2 separate regions of the Mus musculus genome follow, and region 2 is linked to region 1. A link is a contact called in public Hi-C data. All regions are on one chromosome and are shown on one strand. Each heading gives the region's core, a stretch centred on a gene start, on an enhancer-like site or on the middle of the called end of the contact. The rest is flanking DNA. Distances are from core to core; before and after follow the strand shown. Region 1 has its middle 25 kb from the start of Gm11419. Region 2 holds the start of Ccl1 (chemokine (C-C motif) ligand 1).

The links. Hi-C and Micro-C count contacts between places; a contact is called where the count stands out from the background.
Region 2: a Hi-C map of bone marrow-derived macrophages shows a contact between it and region 1, with 5 times the contacts expected there. The contact joins the promoter of Ccl1 here to the enhancer-like site in region 1. A contact is called at or near these places in 8 of 484 Hi-C or Micro-C datasets (MC3T3-E1-derived osteoblasts, bone marrow-derived macrophages, embryonic stem cells and 3 more), 4 of 115 datasets of contacts at active chromatin or transcription factors (bone marrow-derived dendritic cells, bone marrow-derived macrophages, embryonic stem cells and 1 more) and 1 of 9 other capture datasets (embryonic stem cells).

What each region holds. Positions count from the first base shown.
Region 1 is chr11:81,941,132-81,944,846 of GRCm38.p6, forward strand. It overlaps a transcript of Asic2 not described here. Among named protein-coding and RNA genes, the nearest start is that of Gm11419, 25 kb to the right of the region's middle. Within about 2 kb of position 1,295, at least 16 of the 459 cell types and tissues checked have an H3K27ac peak or open chromatin away from gene starts, as enhancers often do. A contact at or near this core is called in bone marrow-derived macrophages, where this site is marked.
Region 2 is chr11:82,178,283-82,182,412 of GRCm38.p6, forward strand. Ccl1 (chemokine (C-C motif) ligand 1) reads right to left here and starts at 1,530. Exons shown (of 3, transcript NM_011329.3): 1 at 1,387-1,530. The coding sequence starts at 1,462.

The sequences.
Region 1 (3,715 bases), core at 45-2,544:
CTTCCAGCAGAGGGAGCCTGAGGGGCTGGCATCAGAAGGTGAACCCAGGACAAGCACAGCCTCTCTGGACACCACTGTACTGCCCAGGGTCATCTCCTGCATGTCACCTGCTTCCTCCTGTAAACTACCCCTACTCAGTGTGATAGGAAGGGAGGAGGCCAATGGCCTATTTATGTCACTGCATGATCTCAACAAGTCCCTTAGCCTCTCAGGAACTTGGTTTCCTCCTCTGTAAACAGGGAAGGGACACAGGGCCTGCCCTGTTTACCTCACACTGGAAGGAGAAAGTGCAGAGGTAGAAGACATGCCTGAGAAGACAGTTCTCACTGTGGCCTCCAGAACTCTCTGAAGGCAAAGCATTTCTTGATGCCTTTCTTCTCCAAGCCCTCAGGGTACAGCTGGCTTCTCCTTCTTTTCCCCAGAAGAGCTGGGGAGAGGGTATGATGTCAGGTCTGCAGAAAGCACAGTCCAGGTCTAACTCATTCGAACTGCACATCAGAACTCCCAGCAGAGCCTTTAAAATGCAGAATACTCCAATCCTGTTACCAGAAGACCTGACTCCACTGGAATGAAGAAATCAGTGTTGGGAGAAAGCACTACCAAGAAACATACTCTAGGGCCACTCTGACCCGTGTTCTAAGAAAAAAAAAGTCAAGGCATTCAATGGAAGGAAAATAGGTGTCCAGGGGTGAGTAACATGTGAAGAGACTGGGGAAACTGTTGCAGAGATCATGAGACTGGCCTGGACGTGGGAAGCTGAACAGACTTCCACCCAGTGAAGGTGGATGGAGAGAAAGGCCACGTGGTGACAGTGAGTTTTGGGTGGAGGAGGAGGGCATTGGAAGGCAAGCCTTTGGGGGAAGCAGTGCATTGGAGGTTTGACTTGTCCCATGGAGCACTGCAACCTGAGCCTGGATATGCAGGCTGGGGGGCAAGAGAGTGTCACTGTCTGATTAAGCATCGCCTGGCACAGTGGTGACTGTGTTTTGGATAGGGCATATTGACAGTAGGAATTGTGGGGGACCAGAGAGAGAGAGGAGAGAGAGAGAGAGAGAGAGAGAGAGAGAGAGAGAGAGAGAGAGAGAGAGAGAGAGATATGCTAGGGAAGAAATGTGTAGAACAGCGATTCTGAGTCAGCCACAACCCCACCCTCACCCCCCAAGTTCTAGAGATGCAATGTCACATGTTGTCAGCTGAGCTCCCTCCCCTAGCCACAGGGAACTATAAATAGCCACACATGAAGGTCTACCCCTGGCTCAGCCTCAGAGGCTGAAAGGGCACAGAAGCCCTGACTCAACCCTGCTACTCAGCCAACTGTCCCTGAGGAAAGCCACCCCATAGTTCCCTAGCAGCTCAGGATATGCAGGGATGGCTCACCATTGGCATCTACTAGTGAACCTGCCTCCTGCTTCTGGATCTCCTTGGAGATGTCCCACACACTGCCACAAAAGCAAGTGAGAATCTTTCATCCTACAGCCTTGGAGATCTCCTCTTTAGTCACACTACTGAGGACCAGGTATAGATGAAGCCCTGAGGGCACGGCAATCAGGAGCTAAGCTCTCGAAAGCTGAGCAGGACCAACCAGCTGGTTAGCTTGGTTCTTGCCTCTCTACCAACCTCTAGGGATGTTTAGGAACTCCAGTTCACTCAGTGACACTTCTAGAAACTTTGATGTCCATTTGTGGATGCTGTCATGGAACCCATGGTAGGGCCTCCTTCCTGTCTTAGTTTCTATTGCTGTGAACTATTGCTTAACATCATGACGATAAGCATCTCGAGGAGAAAAGGGTTTCTTTCATCTTACAAGCTCAACTGCAGGGAGTCAGGGCAGGAATTCAAGGCAGGAACCTGGAGACAAGAGTTAAAGTAGAAGCTGTGGAAGAATGCTACTTACTGTCTGGCTCCCATGACTTGTTCAGTCTACTTTCTTAAAGCACCCAGGACTACAAGCCTAGGGATTGTCACTGCCCACAGTGAGCTGACTCCTCCTACATCATCATCAACCAGGAAAACACACCACAGGCTCGCCTATAGGCCAATCTAGCAAGGATATTTTCTCAGTTTGGGTACCCTATACCAAAATGACTCTTCCTTGAGATGAGTTGACTTAAAACTGCCAGCACACTACCCATGAATTTGATCTTGTGTTCTCCAAGGAACAGAGGTGTCCTCTACAAGTAACATGCATCCAGGCAAAGATGAAGTCTGGCCAGTGATTGCTGGGATCTTACTTTTCCACTCACTGGAGTATAATTTTAGAAAAGTCAGATAGGGGATAAAGAGATGGCTCAGCAAGTTAAGAATGCATCCACGTTAGGTTTTCAGTACTCACATCAAGCAGCTCGTAATCAACTACAATTCTAATCCAAGATATTGACGCTATCTTCTGGCCTTGGAGGACATCACACACACACACAGACAGAGAGAGAGAGAGAGAGAGAGAGAGAGAGAGAGAGAGAGAGAGAGAGAGAGAGAGAGGAATACGCACACACATACACACACGCATGTAGATACACACACACACAACTGTTAAATGTCATGTAGCTTCCTCAAGCTTAAACTTCCTCACCTGCATTCACTCCAGCCTTCCTTCTACTGTGGCTGTTAAGTCGGGTTGCAGGGTGCACCAGTGCACCCTGTAACCCATGAACACTCAGGAGAAAGCAGCCACGCTTAAACTGGCCCTCTGGAGATCAGGCATGGCTCCCTCACACCATAGTCTCTTTCTGGAAGGGGCTTCAGCACCCCCAAATCCAATCCATCAGGGGCCTGACTAGGTCACTTCTATTTAATGACTTGCCTCCTTCCTTCATCGTGAGAAGAGAACTACCAAAGTTTATTGTGTCTTAGAAGCCAGATTCTGTGCTGGACATCCGTGATCTGACTTAATTCAGTGTTCCTACTAACCCGACACAGACATATGGTGAGATATAAATATATGTGATTTATTTCTATCTTTTTTTAGAGGCAATGAAGGGATATGAACCCAGCTTCTCTGCCTGCAAAGGTCTCACTCTTTCTCCATTATTTTCTGCTTATCTCTTTTATGTCACAAGGCAAGGGAATGTTTTTCTGTGAGCAGGGACAGGCAATATTGTCACCACCGCTTTCCTCTTCTCTTCTCCACATTCCTGCTAGCCCTAGTGCCCTGGATGTGGGCCTGGGGCAGCGCTCCATGGAATTGGAACCGAGACTAGGTGTGTGCCCCTAAAACCATTCCTGGCTCTGGGCTGGGGGACAGATGCCCAGGAGGTTGAGTTCCGCATGTGTGGCCACAGGCAGGGGCACCAGAGGTGCCAATGAGCCTTGTGCCCACCTGGCTGAGGGAGTCTGCTAAGGCTTGGCACAGCAGGTGAAGCCATTCTTGTGAGTAAGCTTAGGGGGCTCATCGTTTCTCCAGGTCTCAGGATGTCATCAGAAGGCCTCCTGCTGTGTGCCAAGTAATTTCTCCCACAAACCACACTTGTTCACATTTGAAAACAAGCCTGCAGCATAGGGGGTTCATTTCACTCTACGGATAAAGCTTTCGTTCACAATCAGGGATGATTGCTCTTTAGGAGATGCTAGGAAATGTCTGGAGACATTTCTAGTAGTTAGAACTTCGGAAAGGGAGGGTCACTGACTAAGGCTGCTTTTAAGAATGCTGCCACGCACAGTACAGCACCCATCACCAAGAACTATCCACCTCAAGTTAGTTTTCAGTGTTGAAAATCAG
Region 2 (4,130 bases), core at 280-2,779, 240 kb after region 1:
AGCAGCAACACATTTCTAGGATGGAGACAACAATCATAAGACTGGGGAGGGGCGTCAGATGTGAGCACCCTACAAACCAGCAGGTGGTGGGGACAGAAACCACAAGCCTGCCTGAGCCATGGCTCAGCACACACTCCTGCACATACGGTGAGACTCTTCCTACCACATATACAAACCCCTTCAGTCCCAGTCTCCCAGCACAAGTGCGTGGCTCTGTGTACTGTGCTAGTACTTAAGCTCGGGGCTCTGGCCTCACATCCTAGAGGACCTGTTATCCCATCGCATGCAGGACATTGTAGTTCTTGGTTCACAGACATGGGGCTGGGTGAGGAACTCCACAAGGGCTCAGAAGGAAAAGGGGGTATTCCCAAAAAGTGGCTGGTCCACTCGCCCACACAATCTTCCACATTCCCATCCTTGGCCCTCCCCTCTTTCAGGGACCAGTAACCCCCAGTCTGCTGATTTGTACGCTCTCCTCCCACATCCCACCTTCAACATCCCTGTGTTCTAACCCTGGATCCTTCCTGTCTCGCTGTTCACAGAAACTTGCAGGTCCCCTGACCTCAGGTTGGTATTTTCCGAACAATCTAGAACATGGATTCCAGTTTATCCATACAGAAAACATCTTTAAGAGATATAATAGTTATCTGGCTGTTCACTCCTGTGGTCCTTCCTTCAGCCCCTGCCTGTCATCTGTCACACTGGAAATCAGTCTTAGTCCCTCCTCTGGACTTCAGGGATCCTAATTTGTTTTAAACAACCCCATAGGCCCTTCCAGTTGTCTGTAGGGTGAGGATCAAAATTATCTTCCACACACTAAAGCCACTTCATCTAGAAGGAGGAGGATGAAGAGGAGGAGGAGGAGGAGGAGGAGGAGAAAGGAGAAAGGAGAAAGGAGAAAGGAGAAGGGAGAAGGGAGAAGGGAGAAAGGAGGATGAGGAGGAAGAGAAAGGAGAAGGGAGAAAGGAGGAGAAGGAGAAGGAGAAGGAGAAGGAGAAGGAGAAGGAGAAGGAGAAGGAGAAGGAGAAGGAGAAGGAGAAGGAGAAGGAGAAGGAGAAGCTCCTCCCAGAACAGGGCCAGTCTTGGAACCCCATCAAGAGGATGCTGGCCCAGGTCTGTCTCTGCAGCCACCTAGTTCTAGGATTAGCAAAAGAATCAGAGGAATGGGTTTCAGGTCTGAGCTCCCCACCACGAAGTAGATGTGTGCTCCCAGTCCATAACCTTCCTCCACGCCCAGCGTCCCTATCCCATTACTGCCCGCCATTCATCTCCAGATAGGGACAGAAATGAAGCCAATGATGTCTAGGTAAGCTCTGTTCCCAGCCCAGAGTGCCTGCCTATACATCTCCCCTCCCTGGGCCCAAGCACTAGGACCCCATTACTCACTGCTCTTGCTGTCAACATCCTGTATCCACACGGCAGCCAGCAGCAGGCACATCAGTGCCATGGCAGTGGGTTTCATGGTGATAAGTTTCTGTCTCAAGCCTCTCTAGAGCAACCGCCGAATGTCTGGTGGAGCCAAGAACTCTCTCCTGCCTCACCCTGTACTGAGCTTTTATCAGAAGGCCCGGGGTGCTTTCCCAGACCATGGAGAAGAGGTGGGAGTCCCAGGGAAAAGGAACTCATACCCAATGGCCACATGGAAAACTCCTTTTCTCACCTCTCCTGGGAGGAGGGGGGCGTATTCGAGGTATGTTTGGGTGCCTAGTGGCCTTGGGAACTTCCCCAAGTGCAGAAGCAGATACCAATCTTTACGTTCTTGACAAAATACGTGGGAGCTGTCCTGGCTGAGTGGAAAGTCAAAAAAGGTGAGAGAGAGAGAGGAAGTGGCCCGTACACAGCTTGTCTAACCCACATCATTCCATTCAAAGCAGCTACAGGCCTTGGAGAAGGACAGAGCAGAGAAGGTACAATCTGCATCAAATGGAGCTTGTGTCTGGGTTCTGGCTCTGCCAATCAGCCATTGCACAAACTTCTCTAAGCTGCACATCCCTACAAAATGGAACTAGTAACACATCTCAAATCCGGGTGGTAAGAATGAAATGCAGAGCTGGGGAGATGGCTCAGTCAGCAAAGTACCTGCTACACAAGTGTGAGGACCAGAGTTTGATTCCCAGAACCCGCATACAGAGCAGGGGTAGTGGAATGATCTTGTAACCCCAGAGCTGGAGAGGCTGACCGGCTGATCCCTGGAGCTGCCTGGTTTGCCCGCTGAGCCTAGTTGGAGACCTCCAGGCCAGGGAGAGAACTTATCTCAAAAAGCAAAGTCGTTCACATGCACATAGACACATGTATGCACACCTACATACATGTACACACACACACACACACACATACACACACATACCACAGGTTGATCCTGTCTGTCTAACGTTTGGCCAACACATTTGCTATTAGTTTTATTTCTTTGTTCCCCAGCCCTTTCACAGCTTACTCTGATCCAGACCCTTGCTTGGTTACCCTTGGGACAATTGCCAATGGGGGCAAAGCCTGACCTGAGCCATCTTGCTTCAACCTATAGACAAGCCATGGAGAGCCATCCAACACAACAACGGCTCATTCAAGACAGATCTGTCATGTGGGGGGCACAGGAGAATGTTGGGGACACCCAGGGACTTCAGAGGACCCTTTCCAGACAGTGTTCTATAAGTACCATGTCCTGCAGGCTGCTGTGAAGACAGCACGTCAGGCAGGGGAAGGAGTCTGGAAAAGCCAAGTACAGAGGAACACCCTTCACTCAGCATCATGGAGAAAGCTAGAGCATGGGATGTAGATGCAGATGGGGTTGTGCAGCCAGATAAAAACAGTATATGCAGTGGGCAGTACTTGGGATAAGCAGCTCATAGGAGGCCCTCAAGAAAAAGCAGCTAAGCTTTCTGGCATTGGCATCATGGGGCCTATACACAGTGGGTTGGCTATGCTAACCTATGTTGACCTTAGCCTGTGCAACTGAAAAACCTTCAGTGTTTGTTGCCAACTGAGTGTAACTACTAGATAGTTAGAACTCTTCCCAAATAGTCAAGCTTCAGTCATCCATTTTGCTCTCCTATATCCACCATCTCATCCTTACTGTAACATCGACCTGACCACCTTCCCAGCCAACTCCCTCTGTGCCCAATCTGCTCATTTCAAACACCCTTCCTCCAATAAAAGTCATTTGCCAACCCCTGCGGGCAAATCTCAGCCTCCTTTAAGCCCCTGTGCCTGGATGGCAATCGGAAGTCCTTGTCTTCCCGCATCTCTCCACTGAGGCTCGCTCCGTGCTACCGTGGCATGTCTGAGCTGAATGAGCTTTTCAAGACCTTTGGCAGTGATGACTCTTGGCACTCCTGAGGGAGCTTTGTCGAAACTGGGAATATCTTGGCTCCATTTCAGAGTCAGAATCAAAACTCAAGTGCCTGTACTTGTGAGGAGAAAACTCCAGGCAATTGTCAAAGCACCAAGAGATAAAATCTCCACAGTATGGAGGGTGGGAGGGTGACTTTCACGAGGAGGGAAGTCTTGGGCTTGATGCTATATTGAGAATGGGGGTGGCATAGGAGGCAGAGACTCGAGCCCTGGGTATCTAAGAATAAGATCAGCTCATGATCTTTACACAGCTGGACCCATGCCAGTCAGACCCCTACTGCTTCCTGCCACCCACAAAGTCATTAAAATTACTACCCCATTGCTGCCTCTCTATGTCCTTGTCTTTGGAGGCTGATGTGTTCTGGTCCTTTACCCCCGGGGTCTTGGGAAAGGGGAGATGTGAGTATATAAAAACTGGCCAAATGCAAGTATAGACCCTTTAGACTCGGGCAGTGAAGAAGGGGCCACATAGCTGCCCTGGAAATTTCTGGTTCTTCCCCTGTTCTGGGAGCTGTCCCTCAACAACTAGCTCCCCATCTTCCCCCTCACTGTGACCACAGTATTTCCCAAACAGAAAAGAGGAACTCATTAGTACTTTGTTATGCCTTACCTTCCTGGGCTCTCTCAGCACCTGGAAAGAAGTGACCAAAAGTAGGATTTATCATCCAGCAACTTCATATTACACATGGGTACCCCAACATGGCTGTCGAGGCCCAGGGACTAGGACCATGTGATAGGTCAATAAAGCCTCTGTGGAAATGAGCAAGCAGAAATGATCGTGG